Linked DNA regions of Mus musculus: region 1 is linked to region 2. The links are chromatin contacts, called in public Hi-C maps. All regions are on one chromosome and are shown on one strand. The core of a region is the stretch at or near the end of the contact, and the rest is flanking DNA. Distances in the headings are between cores, read along the strand shown. Region 1 overlaps Cwc22 (CWC22 spliceosome-associated protein). Region 2 overlaps Zfp385b (zinc finger protein 385B).

Region 1 (3,326 bases), core at 370-2,869, 120 kb after region 2:
GGTGGGGGGCAGGATCAGATGTGGGAGGAGACGGGCAAGATGTACAGAGGGTCAGGAAATTGAAAAGAGGTGTGTAGCAATGGGGGATGCGGAACTGGGGTAGCCATCAGCAAGTCCCAGATGCCAGAAAAGCAACAGGCTCCCAGGACCTAACGGGGATGATATTAGCTGAAATACCCAACAAAGGGGAGAGAGAACCTGTAGAGACCATATCCAGAGGTTAGGCATAGCCCCAGGTTGAGGGATGGGGCCATCCCTTCACAAAATTTTAACCCAGAATTGCTCCTGTCTAAAGGAAATATGGGGACAAAAAGTGGAGCAGAGACTGAAGGAAACACCATCCAGAGACTGCCCCACCTGGGGAATCCATTCCATATGCAGCCACCAAATCCCGACAGTTGCTGATGCCAAGAAGTCCTTGCTGACAGAAGCCTGATATGGCTGTCTCCTGAGAGGCTGTCAGAGCCTTACTGATACAGAGGTGGATGCTTGCAGCCAACCATCAAAATGAGAACGGTGACCCCAATGGAGGGAGAAAGGACTGACGGTGTAGGCGTTTGCAACCCCAAAGGAAGAACAACAATATCAACCAACCAGACTCCCCCTCCTAAAGCTCCCAGGGACTAAACCACCAACCAAAGAGTTCACATGGAGGGACCCATGGCTCCAGCTGCATATGTACCACAGGATGGCCTTGTCTGGCATCAGTGGGAGGAGAAGCCCTTGGTCCTGTGAAGGCTCAATGCCCCAGCCTAGGAGAATGATAGGGTGGTGGGGCAGGAGTGAGTGGGTAGGTGGGTGGGGGAGCACCCTCATGGAGGCAGGGGGAGGGGGGAGTGGAATGGGGGATTTTCGGAGGGAAAACCGGGAAGGGGGATAACACTTGATATACAAATAAACAAAATAACTGATTTTTAAAAAAAGAGAAAAAAGAAAAGTTACATGCAACACAAGATGCTGGTGTTGAAGTAGTATTTAAAAATGATTATGTCAATGTGTCCAATTTAAGAAACTATATTGTCAGGGACACTGTAGTCCATCTCCCTCTGATACAATTTTAAAAATATAAACACTGACCACCATTGAGGAGCAAGAATGAAGGGGATGCTTCGCCTTCCACAGCAAAGCCAGCTACTTATTATGATGTTTGTATAACAGAAGAGTAATCTAGGAATCATAACAACAGGGAGAAAGGATGACCAGCAAACTAGTCATCAGGAAAAAAATGTAAATGCCAATTCCTAAATAGCTCAGTGGTCAACTGACTTTTGTTTGTTTGTTGATTTCTTGAAGCAAGGTTCTGGGACACAGCTTGCTCGGTGGGAGAGACTGAGCATAACTAGGTTCAATCCTCAGATTCCCCCAAGTGATTACATGAAATGCCCTCACACCATCTGACTCAGTCACTTCATTTCATCAAGCCTGGATGCTATAAAGACTTTAGAAAATACACACACACACACACACACACACACACACACACACACACACACACACACACACGCAGGGAATCTGTAATCCTACCTCCTTTTAGGGTAGGCAAGCAGTGCTGACATATGGTGTCCCTCCTGTCTTGAGACAGCAGAGGCACGGCTCTGTTCTGCCTACCTTCTCCAAGCTGACATGTATCAGAGCACTCCCTACACTCCTAACAAGTCATGAGCAACTCCACTTTCAAAGGAGACACAGACCAGACATTTGATCATGTATTTTAGTAAGTGATCACCCGTTTGTTCCCTTTATTGTTTTCCAATAAACAAAAGCCCGTGGCTCAGGTTTCCAAAGGCTTTCTGTAAAGCATTTACTCACAACAATGTTTTTGTGACTCTAATAAAATTCAACACCCAGTTCCATTGCTTAAAAAAAAAAGTTAATCTTTTGCTTTTGGTGAGCAATGACAGCATTTCATTGTCCAGATATTTGATAACAAACATTCTTTATGAGATTTATCACCAAAGAGTCTCATTTCTAAGTCCTCCATAGTGCATCTACTGATCACTTGTGTTTTTCTTGGAATACGGGTGGGTTTTTAAGTCTAGCAACCACTGTCACAGTGGGCTGGTCGTCATGTAAGGTCTGTGGGCACAATGACAAGGAAGAGCTACTGTGTAAGAGTGGCTGCCGTTTGTGTCTTGGTACTTTTGTTTTTGGTAATTTCGGTGAATCAGAGATTAGCAAAGTTAAGGTAACTTAGACAAGGGTTTTTTTCTAGTCAGCTGTTCAGAGCTGCACTGAACCTCTTCTCAGTCAGTGCTGACAGCAGCAGGAGAATGATCTGCTTCTGATGGTTAACACTGGAGGTCTGAAAGGACAGCAGGGATGGCAAACTAAAAACATTCTCAACTTCTGGCTGTACAGAAAAACTACAAGTTTCTTCATGCAAAAGACAAAGATATAGGTCAAGATAAACAAAACATCTTTCTAATCTGCATTCTGCTGTATTCCTCTATTTGAAGTTTTCAAACAATGAAAACAAGATGACTCCTACTTGTGACTCAATACTGCTATGACATCATCATGCTCAATGGAAACACACAGAACCTACAAACAACCACAACCAGAAAACAGCCCTCCTCCCGTGTGAAGTGTAAACGTGTGCCCAGTAAACCAACAGGCTGATTCCTATGTAAAATAACAGATGGACTAAGCATCTACAGGTCTTGTGCATCTCTCTTCAAGTGGAACATGTAGGCTTCAAAGGAAAGAGATTTATTTTCATGATATCCTGGTATTTCTTAACACTACTTCAAGGGGTCTTCAAAAACCTCCTCAAGTGTAACTCCCAATCCCATTTCTACCCACTGCATCTGCACAGGATTCATGCTTCTCAACAGAACCAGGATTAATAACCACATCAGAGAAGCAACCATGAAATTGTCATTAACATTCGAATACTGTGATAGCTTTTAATATAGAGCTGGTTATTTTTAAGGTTTAACTACAGGAAATGACCCACTAAAAAGAAAACAGCATCTATTCAGGTAACACAATTAGGACATTTAGGTAAGTAAAGACACATTACTTTCTAAGAACAGAACAGACGTGCTGGGGCCTCTGAGCTTGGGTACAGGACAGGGTGAAGCAAGCACTGTGCAAATGCTGAAACGATGTTTAAGTCTGTATTCAGACTCTTAGTGCGATCACTGATCTTGCTTACCCATCTCTTATCCACTGAGCTACGGACTCTTACCTTGACTGAATGGCAAGATAGATTGTACGGCGAAACGAGACTAGGTTGATTTCTGTTTTGTCATGAATAGTTACTTTTTGCCCTGAAATAAATTAAACATAACAATTATAAAAATACAAGTTTATTCTATAATCAA
Region 2 (3,461 bases), core at 705-3,204:
CTTGTCAAATGTACTTACAGTGAAATCTACTCACAATACAAACATCAGAGGCAACCAATGGTAAAGAGACTTCTCAGAGAGCTGAGTTTATTTGTTCAATTCTCTTCAAAAATCTTCAAACTCCTATGAACAAAAGGGGGCAGTGGCTTTCTCCAAGCTAGGGAAAACCAAAGATAAAGGACAATCCATCCGCTAAAATAACATCACTAGAATTATCTGGGAAATTAGAAATTTGTCTGCAGAGCAGAGGAAGGAAGGAAAGCCCTGTATGGTTAAAGAATTCCACCCATGACCAGTCACATGCTGAGGTATTTATGGGCAGGATGTCACGTCTGCAAGTGACTTTGAAATGGTACAGCAACACAACGCAGAATGTGAATGTGTGCGTACACAGAGCAGTATAAAGCAGGAAAGCCGACCTGCAGCCAACTGGTGAGCCCACAAGAAGAGTGCACAGAACTTTCCCATCCATTCTCAGTGTCTCAAACCCACGCTTGGGCAGGAGGACGATGGGGACCCTCGAGGCTACAGGACACTTTTACCTGCTTTGGTGTCAGAATTCTGTGTTCTGAATTACGTAGGTAGTCCCTAGACATAATGACAAAGCAGAAACTAAGCTCATGAGTCACAGGTCCTGTGTGGCACTGGGAATCTTGGCAAAATTCTTAACAACTCTTGACAGTTGCTGGCACTCCGTCACTGTGGCCTCCAGGGTCCCACACTCTCTGCTCTCTCTGTTCTTACCAGATACCTCCCATACTTCCTGTTTCTATTCCTTATGACTGGTCGGGTTGGTTCTTTCTATTCATTCTTAGAAATTCTGCCCATACAGCAACGTGGACGGGCACTGAGGAGGTGACATATTTGCACATATTGTATGTGAAGTACAATAAATAAGCTGGTCACAGTAAGACCGACACTGAATGGCTCCTCTCACATCTAATGTGACCACATTCATGAGGCTGCTCATCATAACACTCACCAGGCAGATGGCAGGAGTCAGACGTGACCATGTGTGTGCTTTACCTCCTGTGCTGACCCACACTTGGAATCTTTGATTTCTGTGTTTAATTTATATCACAAGTGGAAGCCAGAAGACTAGAAAAGGGCCTCTAAGGGGCGTAAAAATACAGTAGATTATAGGTCAAGAAAAGCAGAGAGGTAAAATGCTGGGGTCAGAAAGGCTTGAACAGGGAGGAGCACAGGATTATGGGGTCAATGAGGGGGTGGAAAGGGAGGACCAACCCAGTGGAAGGGAGAACGAAAAGCCATATGGCAGCCTACTATCTCATAGCCCAATTTAAAAGCATAAGTGAAAGAATAGAAAATGCACGTGCTGAAGGATTTAGCCACAGAGACAGTGGCGGGGGGTGAGAGAAAGAAAGCAGGACTAGAGGTGGCCTTAACAAATCAAATGGGATCTATGAAAAGGCCTCAAAGAAAACCATGAGTTCAACTTTTAAAACAAGGGAGTTCGAAGGTAATTTATCATTTGTTATCTTTGCTCTAGGAAGGATCCTATTTCTCACTCACTATTGGATGAGCATCTCCGTCACTGCCTAACACGCTCCACCAACATCGAACTGACCAACTGTGGTAAACCAGAGCCAAACCCCAAAGATTAAACTCATCTCTGATGAGTGTTGCCTCATCTCTGATGTTTGTATTTCAAACAATAAAATGAAGGTGCAAACTACGAGCACTGTATCAATGGTGTTGCTCACACTCCTTTTAACAGTTATTTCAAGATGCCTATGTCAGTGTGTGTGTGTGTGTGTGTGTGTGTGTGTGTGTGTGCGTGTGCGCATGCATGTTTGTGCTAACAAAAGTAGATTTGCAAAAACTCATAAGCCACAGAAAACTGGGCCTTGTTGTTCTCGAGAGGATAGGGAAGCAGTGGACAGGGCTGTGGCTTTCCTAGCCCTGGCCGCTCCATTCTCCAGCCAGAAGGAAGCACTGAGCAATCGCTGGGACTCTGTTCTGCCTTTCTAGTTCATTAAATCATATATCATTCTTACACGTGCGCCACCGGGCTATAAATCATGTGAGACAGAATGAGAGCTAATTAAAGGGTCAGCTGAGCACGTAATTTTGCATTTGGAGGCACCAGAAACTGAGTTACAATAAAATGTGATTTAAAAAAATAGAATCACTTCCCAGCTGATAAAGCAAAGGCTTTCCAAAAGCTGCCAACCTGCTCAAACTGTTCCTTCCCATTTAAAAGAATCTGCAAGGAGAACACTTACATGGGAATGAATCTCCAGCATTTATCCTGGACTTCTTCCTTACAATGTACTTGGGACTTGATGTTTCATTTGGTACTGTCTGTGAACTGTGTTTTCCGGTCACTCCTGACTTGTTTACTGGGTTGCCCACTGTGTCCCTCTCCCAAAGTATGTCCAAGGAAGCCAAGGAGTAGAAAGAAATGCAGAGAGACAAAATGCAGTCAGACCAAGAGGGCCGAGGTCATTAAGCAAGTCAGTGACTGTTTGTTTGGTGACAAGAGCCTGAAGAGACAGCTGACTCATGGTGGCCACTCTGTTCCAGATCTGCCCTTCACATGGAAGGCGCCAGGAGAGTGTGTGAGCTTGCACAGTTTATCCTTGCTCCCTCACCACAGCCTTCATGCTAGGAGAAGAGCTACACCTTACACACCATAATAGATATTAAGACGACTTGCCTCTGAAGCTCTTTATGGTTACACTATAAAACAAGGTTTAGAATTTGACATGAAGAAAACAACCATGGTATAAACACCAGGTGAGGAACTTAAACGAAGAGAAGCACTCACTCCGTGTTATTACAATTATTTAATAACCAAGAAGTACGTTTTCACAGCGGCTACCATCCATTCAGGATTTTATCAGCTTTAATACTAAGTTATAATCACAGCTAAAAGAAACTAAAATCGTAAGAGGAAAATACACTCTCGGTTTATTAATTCTTTAAGAATGTAATTCACCAGTATTTCTGGCTCAAGTTCCAGAAGATAAAATAAAAACCTTTCCTCTGGAAGAGAGGCCCCTTGGTCTTGCAAACTTTATATGCCTCAGTACAGGGGAACGCCAGGGCCAAGAAGTGGGAGTTGGGGGGGGGGGGGATCTGAGGGACTTTTGGGATAGCACTTGAAATGTAAATGAAGAAAATACCTAATTAAAAAAAAAAGACCTTTCCTCTGGAACAGAGAGTTGAACAAAGTGAGGGGTCCTGCTCACACAGGCCAGGGTTCCCCAGCCCATTTTCCAATCTTTACCCTATGCACTGGTAACAAGAGAAGGTTCAAAGGCACCACAGAGTAAGAGCCACATATTCAGGTCATCTGGACCTTTCCTAATCATGCAACCATGGCGCCTCAGCAAGTCTGCTCACCCTGCCTGCCTCATGGTAACCAAGTAGTGGGGGCTGCCTTCCTTTGCTATCCCTCTGCCCAGTGTCGTTACCAATACACAGGGATCCTTCCC

What was found. A called contact is a pair of places that touch in the nucleus more often than the background predicts.
Region 1: a Hi-C map of cerebellum shows a contact between it and region 2, with 1.6 times the contacts expected there. The contact joins two enhancer-like sites. A contact is called at or near these places in 6 of 484 Hi-C or Micro-C datasets (the HL-1 cell line, cerebellar granule neurons, cerebellum and 2 more), 1 of 115 datasets of contacts at active chromatin or transcription factors (heart atrium) and 2 of 9 other capture datasets (adipose tissue and liver).

The regions. Positions count from the first base shown.
Region 1 is chr2:77,912,307-77,915,632 of GRCm38.p6, forward strand. It overlaps Cwc22 (CWC22 spliceosome-associated protein), which reads right to left. Exons shown (of 20, transcript NM_001362658.1): 13 at 3,191-3,272. Among named protein-coding and RNA genes, the nearest start is that of Cwc22, 32 kb to the right of the region's middle. Within about 2 kb of position 1,620, at least 15 of the 459 cell types and tissues checked have an H3K27ac peak or open chromatin away from gene starts, as enhancers often do. A contact at or near this core is called in cerebellum, where this site is marked.
Region 2 is chr2:77,788,522-77,791,982 of GRCm38.p6, forward strand. The region is part of intron 1 of Zfp385b (zinc finger protein 385B); the gene reads right to left. Among named protein-coding and RNA genes, the nearest start is that of Gm35431, 25 kb to the left of the region's middle. Within about 2 kb of position 1,955, at least 5 of the 459 cell types and tissues checked have an H3K27ac peak or open chromatin away from gene starts, as enhancers often do. A contact at or near this core is called in cerebellum, where this site is marked.